Regions from separate parts of the Mus musculus genome. Here region 1 is linked to region 2. A link is a contact called in public HiChIP or PLAC-seq data. All regions are on one chromosome and are shown on one strand. The core of a region is the stretch at or near the end of the contact, and the rest is flanking DNA. Distances in the headings are between cores, read along the strand shown. Region 1 overlaps Rora (RAR-related orphan receptor alpha). Region 2 overlaps Rora (RAR-related orphan receptor alpha).

Region 1 (4,112 bases), core at 910-3,409, 310 kb before region 2:
TGTCCTGGTAGAGTGGAGGTGAAGGAGATTTATAAGGTTTAGTTTAATTCGGTCTCCACCCACTTGTCCTCCAGCTGTTATTTACTTATTTAAAGCACTCAGTTGTGGGAATGCAATATACATTCTGTGTGGCTCAGTATGAAGAGGTCCTGGCCATGGAAGCCCTGTGGACTCAGGGTGGACACCTAGAACCCTCAGTGGAAGGGGAGAGCTGATTCATGTACACCCACTGGTAGGGTATGGACACCACACACACACACACACACACACACACACACACACACACACACACACACTAGAAACAGAGAAAAAGAAATCTGTGCAGTTGGTTTCATTAGCGTTTTGTTGTTAAGAAAGGAAGCCACTATACCATGTTATTAAAAAATTATCAAACGATCATGAATTAAAATCCCCCCTCAAAATAAAACCAAAACCAAAAACACCCGAAGAGACTAGTTCGGCCCCTGCCTGCAATTCCTCCTTTAAACCTTTCACACCATGAGTACTTGGGGTGCATTCTTTAATCGGGTGTCCTAATTCAGCGTCATGCAAATGAATACCCCCCTAGAGAGGCCTTATTATAATTCCCAGCCCTTGATGTCGACATAATCCCTACAGTTCCCTAACTTCTTGCTTTCTAACTTCTGTTTACTGATCCGTTGCTTCTGCAGGCTCAGTATGGCATCAATTAGTAACACTGTGTGTTGATTAAGTTTCCCCAGAGCCCAGAGAAGGCTGCTTTGTATTTATTAATGACTGCACTGGGCACTACTTACTATTTTTCAATAGCATTTAAAAATGAGTAAATTACTGAAGCTCAACTATAAAAGAATCTCACATTTCAAAGGCAAGGGGGTGGGGGGAGAGAAAGAGCGTATCATTTCAAACCATCCCTAATACTTGCATGGCTGGTTTTATTTTCAATGTAATATTCAAGGGGTGTGTGTGTGTGTCTTCAGCTCCTGACTCTTGTTCTAAGCTCAGCATTTTGGAATATACATGACATGAGTTGGGGAACAGGGACATAGACCCGGTGATTAATTAAGAGCTGGTTTAACAGGTCTAAATTTCATTCTCTCTCTCTCTCTCTCTCTCTCTCACACACACACACACACACACACATACACACACCTGTTAAGTACCACATGTCTGATTCAGCAAGACTCCACCCACAAGGTTAATGAGAGAGTGAGAGAGAGAGAGAAGGAGAGGAGGAGGAGGAGGAGGAGGAGGAGGAGGAGGAGGAGGAGGAGGAGGAGGAGGAGGAGGAGAGAAGAGAGATTGCAAACCGAGGTCCCAAATTATGTTGTCAAGGGTAATTCACCAACCAACTACAAGCTCACCCAGTTTAAACTGTCCTATTTGGTGGGGGATTTCATGTGGCATATTAGGTGAAGTTTGAGATGCCCACCTTGGTACCGAGTTTGCTGCCTGAAGGAAGAGGATCCGATCTCTCCTGTGAGGAATCTTTCCTAAGTAAATGGCAAGTGGTAGGAGGGAAATTGGTTCTCATTTGCCCTGCCTTAGGAAGTGAGGAACTGCAAGCCACATCCCCCCACCCCCCACTCCCCTAAAGGATCTGGCCATGAGGTAAAGCATTCCTCCCTTTGTCTTAAGCTCCCCTTTGATGTGCAAGTCACTGGTGGAGTAAACCGTGATGACTTTGATGTTGAACTTGGAGACTTTATTGTTACTAGCATGCCTATAAGGAGAGCCGCCAGTCACTTCTCACATCTGAACAACCATGTTCCTTTACAGCCCCTTTTTTACAAGCATCAAATCCTTAAATACATGTTTTCCCATTCCTGTTGATTACTATGCTATCTGTGGTGGGGGAGGGCTGTGCTCCAATGTAATTGCAGCACCCACGTTTTCTGTAAACACCCCGAGGCGAGGCATCGTCAGATGGCTGGTAACCAAACTCCCTCAACAAGAGAAGCTTAACTGCAAAACAAATTTCTAGCAAATAAAAACATCCCGAGAAACTCTCTGAGCCATTTTAGTAGTCAAAAGGAGGAGTTTGGTCAGTATTTCTCCTAAGCAACCATTTGAAACGACACAGAAACTGTAAAAGAGTTGGCGGCGGCGGCAGGGGCCTGCGGAGAGGCTGCCAAAAGTTTGAACCATCTTAACTCATTGTAACAACTTTGTTTCTCTGCAGTGGTGGAAACAGGAAACTTCTGTTAAGACGATTCTGCTGGATAGAAGCCTGGCTTTCCCTTTAAATTTCTACCCAACCAGAAACAGGCAATGTGCTCAGTCTTTAAAGGAGCTGTTGAAGATACAACTCTAATTTCACGTGCTGACTCCCATCAGATTTTTCTTTCCAAACTTTGTTTAATCACTTCTGGAAATGTCAAATATCATCCCCTCACCCCAACCCTCACTTACATCACAGGAAACTGGTGTCTAACAGACCCTTCTCCTTCGATCAACATTGTAATAAAACTCAAGTTCTTTTGGATTTCTGGCTTCAGATGAAGTAGGGACAGATCTCCATGTTTCCTTCTGGTTCTGTTTGCTGTTGTTGTTTTGTTTGTTTGTTTGTTTGTTTTTAAGCAGGTGGCCCAGGAGGCACAGCATTTCTGCCTGCTAATCACTGGGGAGAAATGGGGGGGTGTACTACATCTCTTAGGGATCTGGGGCTTTAGTGTGCCGTTGGGAATACAATCACGGTGGAATACAGTGGTTTAGGCTGTTTGGTGGTCTTCATTTTTCAGTTAATACCCCACTCCTAGGTTTCAACTCAACCATCAAAAATGGAAAAGGCTTTGGGCTAGAACTTGATAAAGCAGGGCTGTAATTTGCCAGAACTAAGTTTAGGCATATTTGTTAATATTAATGAAAGCCTTCTTGTTTTAAAATGTATTTAAATAGCTGGCATTAGTAATTACCTCTTTCTACCTTAGAATTTTCACTTCCAAAAGGAGCTGGTTAGCCGACTGAAGTATCTTAAGCAGTTATAGTTGGGGACAGGGAGTAAAGAAGTCAGCAGGCTTCTGTGTGCCTTTCCTACATCTTGAACGAGAGACCCCAGCCCACCTTTCAACTGTAACGGAAACATTTTTTTTTCTTATAGAAACATGAACTCTGGAAAAGACCTTGGCAGCTGTCAATCACAACCTTCTAATTTTACAAACAGGGCAAGAAGGCAAGCGAAGAAAACCTGCCAGTTACCATGCAGCAGATCCAGACTAGAGCCCATGCCTTCATCCGCTTCCCTCCACACGCAGGCTGGGGCTTTCCACTCCTCAACACCGTGTGGCAACTGGGGGCCCAGATGACTCATGCATCAAATAAAGGTGTTGAACTTAAGCGATTTCTCAATCAGAATCATCTATGCAGCTTACAATTTACCAGCACATGCGATCCACCAAGGCCATCAGACCAAAATCACCAGAATCTCAAATAGAACACGCACACACAAATACACATATATTGTTTAAAATTTGACTTTTAAGTACATGTCTGTGTGTGTGTGTGTGTGTGTGTGTGTGTGTGTGTGTGTATGTGTGTGGGGGGTATGTGCACATGAGTACAGGAGGCCAGTAGAGCGTGTTGGATTGGGTTGATTGGCCTGGCATGAGCACTGTGACTAAAACTCAGGTCCTCTGTAAGCAGTGTGAAGTTTTAAAAGCTCCAGCTCTCTAATCCCTAAGAGCCTGTATACCTTGAAAGTTCCATCCTGTCTAATATACTGACAATACTGGGTGCTGAGAGACCAGAGAGCCTCTGAGATCCGTTCTAGGCCTGCTGCAGGGCGTTTAGCAAGGTTTGGGGAAAGCCTGTGACTGAGCTCTCTTTTTGCTCATCCACCAAGCCATCCTACTTCTGTCAGACTGGTTGTGCTGCTGGAGTTACCTATATGAAGGCAGCTGGCATGTTTACTCAAACATTACCCACCACAGCATACACTCACCAAGGACACAGACTACATATGTCATGGTCACCACTGTCTGAGTAGCCCACAGCATTGAAGCTGCCCCAAGCAATGGGGTAGGTATATTGCACAACCACCTCCCAGGGCCAGAGTCAGTTGGAGTGTTGTCTGCCTCCACACCACTCAGAGTCCAACTTTACTGGCGTTTCCAGATGAAAACTCACTCTACACA
Region 2 (4,210 bases), core at 619-3,118:
GTATGAATGAAATTGAATGAAAACACCAAAGGTTACTGTAAAAAATCATGAACGCACTCCAGGGTTGAAAACTCCACCAGCCGTTGGAGACGGCCTTCTCTGAGTTCCTGGTGCTTGCTACTTCAGAAGCATAAGTAAAATAAATAAAGAAAAAGCCAGCAGCCAGAGTAATAAAGGCAGCATTCACTTTTATGCTACAGAATTATGTCTGAATGTAGCCATGATTTCTTCTCTTTGCAGATAATGGTAAAATTGCCTAAATCATACACCAGCCGTGCTCTAATGAGATATGATTTGTATTCATTTCTATTCAAGGAAAACGAAACGTGTCAAACACCCCACTTCAAACATCTTTTCCTAGTACACACACGTTGAAAACACACACACTAAAGCTGAAGTGAGTTTGGGCTGGGGAAGAATCAAGTGGGTGGAAGGCTATGTTAAATGAATAGACTTTTCTAATGTGAAGGGAATGGAGTTAATTCCCCCTTGCTGGGCTCTTAGGTAAATGCTGTAGACACCTTGTCACCTTGTGGGTGGCTGCTGTGACTCAGAGCTCAGAGCCCAGACATATGTTCCAACCCCCTCGGTGTGTCAGGGATCTGTTGGTCATCTGGTCACTAAGTCAAGACCTTCCCTGAAGTCAGACTGTTTCCGGAACTGGCGCTTGCATTACTTTCTCCACGATGTTGCAGCTTTCTGCTGATGTTCACCCTCTGTCTGTGAACTTAAACCCCCAAAGACAGGGACTCAGCGGAGGTCATGTTACCATGGTGACCTACTGTGCTCAGTTTTCCCTATGGAGTAACTTGTATCCAGAGATCATGCCCTTTCCCTAAGTCAGCAGATTGGCTCGAAGAATATTCCACTGCATAGCTCTCCCACCAGGTACCCCTGCTTTGTATTTGTTTCTACAATCATTATTTCTCAGTGTATGAATTTAAACTCCAGACCCATCGATGGAGTGTCTGCATGCAGGCATAATGCATGCAGTGCCTCCTATGGGTTTGAGGCTAAGACATCAATGGCCCAGTAGCTCTTGGAGTCATTCCACTGGTCTTCACCTTCTTAGCTTCCCAATGCCTCAATAGAGGCCCAGTTTTGATGTGACAGGCTCAAGTTGTGTCCATGTGTAAGAAGTGTATACTTCATCTCCATAAAACTAGAGCCTCAAACGATTGCATGCGTCTCTGCAGGGAGGCAGTTAAGTTCCCTGATCAAGAACAAGGGTCCTGGGGCCCACACTGCTCTGGTCAATGTTGTTTTGCTAGTCACTAGTAAGGTGGCCTTGGGAAGCCCTGCCACCCCACATTTCAGAACCCCAGCTCCTTCTTCAGTAGAATAGAAATGATTGTAGTAGTGTGTGCATTATGGAGTTGTTGGGAAGCGTGTGAGTTTTAGGACACCCCCAGGAGCACAGCAAATGTTTGGAAATGTTAGAGGCTGCTGCTGTTTGGAGAAGGAAAAGCAAGAGACCACAAAGGACAACTAAACTGTAGACACAACCAGTGCAGGCTCCCCTTCTTATACCACTGTGACACTTACCATGATTTCAAACCTTCTCCCTCCCCAAACACCTAAAACAGGTTTTGCGATTGTTCTTTTTGCACAAGATGAATGTCCCCTTAAAAGGGACATGAGGCAATACGGGTGATCTTCAGATGTGATCCTGGCAGTAGGATCAGTTTCAGATATGCTGGCAGAACGGGGGTTTGCGTTAGTGATCTAGAAACCCCTTTCTATTAAAAGGACAACTTTACTGTCTGTTTTGAAAGAAGGCAAGCCCCAGCCTTCCCTCTCTATGTGCCCCTTCAAAACATTCCTTCTCAAAGCGTGCACAAAGGCTGACTCCTCTGCAGGCATGGCAGCTGGGGTGCTAGAGGGTGACATGTGAGTGTGTTTGAAGACATGATCTACCCTTCTCCTCTTCCCCGTGAGGCAGTTGCACCCAGAATCACTTTTAGAAGAAGATATAAAAAGGATTTAATCTCTTCCTTCAGACCAACCACAGCTTGGTTTATCCTCTGGTTCCTTAGATACTTTTGAGACCCCACTAAGCTCCAACCCCACTGAGTTTCAAGTCTCTGAATGTCCTTCCCCCTGCCAGCTTCCCCTTGGCACTGGATTGTCACTGTGTCCTTCACTGGGCCACCCTCTGTCCTGGTTTCTAAGCAGGGATCTGAGTTGTTTGTGTAAGTTACAAAACGAGTCATTGAATCTTAGCAACTTCATTTGAACTAATCTAGTGTTAGCTCTTAGTTTCTGGGTTTGCTGTAGGTTGGCTCAACACTCTGGCAAAGTAGATAGGGTATGGAGAGTGTATGGAGCATGCACGCACGAGAGTGCACACACACACACACACACACACACACGCACACACACATGCACATACACACCCCAAATTGTGTGACTTTTATAAATTTTGAAGTTAGGAAATAGAAAGATAAAATGGGTCAGATATAGGTTTGTCCATGGGGCTGAGTTTTCATTTTCTTAGGGTTTTTTTGTTTTGTTTTGTTTTATTTTAATGTGAGGTTTTGTGGCTACCCCTTCCTGTCTTCCCAATGAGACCCTCAGACCTGTTCTCATGGCCTCCAAAGCTATATACCCACCCCTTCTGTAGTCCTGAGCCAGGGCTCACCCACCCACCACTGCTGGAGAGGTGGACTTCCCTAGAGATGACAGCTTGGCTCTTAAAGCCTTTTGTTTAAAATCAACTATGCTTTTTTGAAATACCCTCTGCGCCCATCAGAACACACATTGCTTTCACCCACTAAAACTCAGCCCCATCACATAGTAAGATAAGATGGGGCTCACTCTACTGGACTGGCAGTCTCGCATCTGAGTCATTCAAAACACAGCATAGCCACCCTGGCACTTCAGGCCATTGTTAACAGTCCCCCAGGCTTTCGTTTACCGCATAAACACCATAAAAAGAGAATGAAAAAGAAAGTGTTGGAAAAGAGGGTAACTCTTTCTCTGAACAACAGTTGCATTTAAAAACCACTCAAGAAGGAAATAACACATCAAGCTAGGGGGTCGCACACCAGAGGGAGTTAGCATTTGAAACTCTTTGTAAACTGTTCACCTGCTTCCTCTTGTTCGCCACAGGACAGATGAAAAAGAAAAAGGAAAAATATGTTTATTTTTTTTAAAAGGGAGCCCATTCAATAATTCATCACTTTATTGGCTTCCAACCAGACTATCTCAAAAGAAATGTAATTCTCTCCCCACCCACCACTTACAGACTCCTGACACTTAACTGTGGCGTTCAGCATTGTCTTTCTGTGTGTGTGTCCGGAACTATGCCCAGCGAGATGCCATGGACAGTAATCACAGGCGGTACCCTTTCCTGTCAGTCCCACCTCTACCGGCTCTCTGTGGCCATAGTGGTGTGGAGCAAGCCAGCAAACAGGACAAGACCAGTTTTGTTATAAACATCACCGTTTACCAGATGAGGAATTTTATTTGCAGCCTAGAAACAATGATTCTCAATCAGGGGCAATTTGTACCCCGTTTCCCACCACCCCAGAGTGGCAAGTATTTGAAGACATTTTGGATTGTTACAGTTAAAAGTGGGAAATGCCCCTCACCTTCGACAGGGATCAGTGAGAATAAGTAGCGTACCACACCTAATACAATCAGTCACAGCCAAGCGTTCTCTAGGAGAATACTAGAGCTGAATTTGGTTTAAAAGTAAAACCCAGCTGTAAACAGCTTCTAGGCCAAAGCACAAGGAGAAGAAGTTGTGACAGACTTTGCTTAGCAGCTGGCCAGGGGATAGCCCAGTATGGTAAGGGCTTGGCTGCTTCAAAGGTAGATGAAGCCCAAGATGGGAAAACGGCTTGTAAAGACACACACCTCCTACACATAATCCATGATCATTGTCATATGTAGATACTAACTGTTACTCCTGGTCCTGATATCTTCAATCCACTTTTTTTAACTTTACAACAAATGTATACTGCTTTTATAAGAGCACATAAGGAATTATATGTAAAACACAGCACTACTGAGCTTGCCAGTTGATATTTGTTAATACAAACGTATAGCTACAGTTCCATTGACTGGTAGGACAGAGATGGGCAAACGATGCAGGAGAAATCCTCCTAGAAAACATGCTAATAACATAAGTCAGTCCTTAAAATGTCCTACTTTCATCGCACTAACCTTGTAAGAAATTCAACCCGCAGAGTCAAAGTATGTCAAG

What was found. HiChIP or PLAC-seq counts read pairs in DNA pulled down with a chosen protein or histone mark.
Region 1: a contact with region 2 is called in an H3K4me3 HiChIP or PLAC-seq map of the SCID.adh cell line, with 9 read pairs. The contact joins two enhancer-like sites. A contact is called at or near these places in 2 of 484 Hi-C or Micro-C datasets (cranial neural crest and muscle stem cells) and 18 of 115 datasets of contacts at active chromatin or transcription factors (the SCID.adh cell line, bone marrow-derived macrophages, craniofacial prominence and 13 more).

Annotation. Positions count from the first base shown.
Region 1 is chr9:69,299,623-69,303,734 of GRCm38.p6, reverse strand. All of the region lies in intron 2 of Rora (RAR-related orphan receptor alpha), which reads right to left. Gm46153 (a long non-coding RNA gene) reads left to right here. Exons shown (of 2, transcript XR_001779364.2): 2 at 3,080-3,315. Among named protein-coding and RNA genes, the nearest start is that of Gm46153, 3.9 kb to the left of the region's middle. Within about 2 kb of position 2,159, at least 66 of the 459 cell types and tissues checked have an H3K27ac peak or open chromatin away from gene starts, as enhancers often do. A contact at or near this core is called in the SCID.adh cell line, where this site is marked.
Region 2 is chr9:68,991,904-68,996,113 of GRCm38.p6, reverse strand. All of the region lies in intron 1 of Rora (RAR-related orphan receptor alpha), which reads right to left. Among named protein-coding and RNA genes, the nearest start is that of Gm31262, 170 kb to the right of the region's middle. Within about 2 kb of position 1,868, at least 4 of the 459 cell types and tissues checked have an H3K27ac peak or open chromatin away from gene starts, as enhancers often do. A contact at or near this core is called in the SCID.adh cell line, where this site is marked.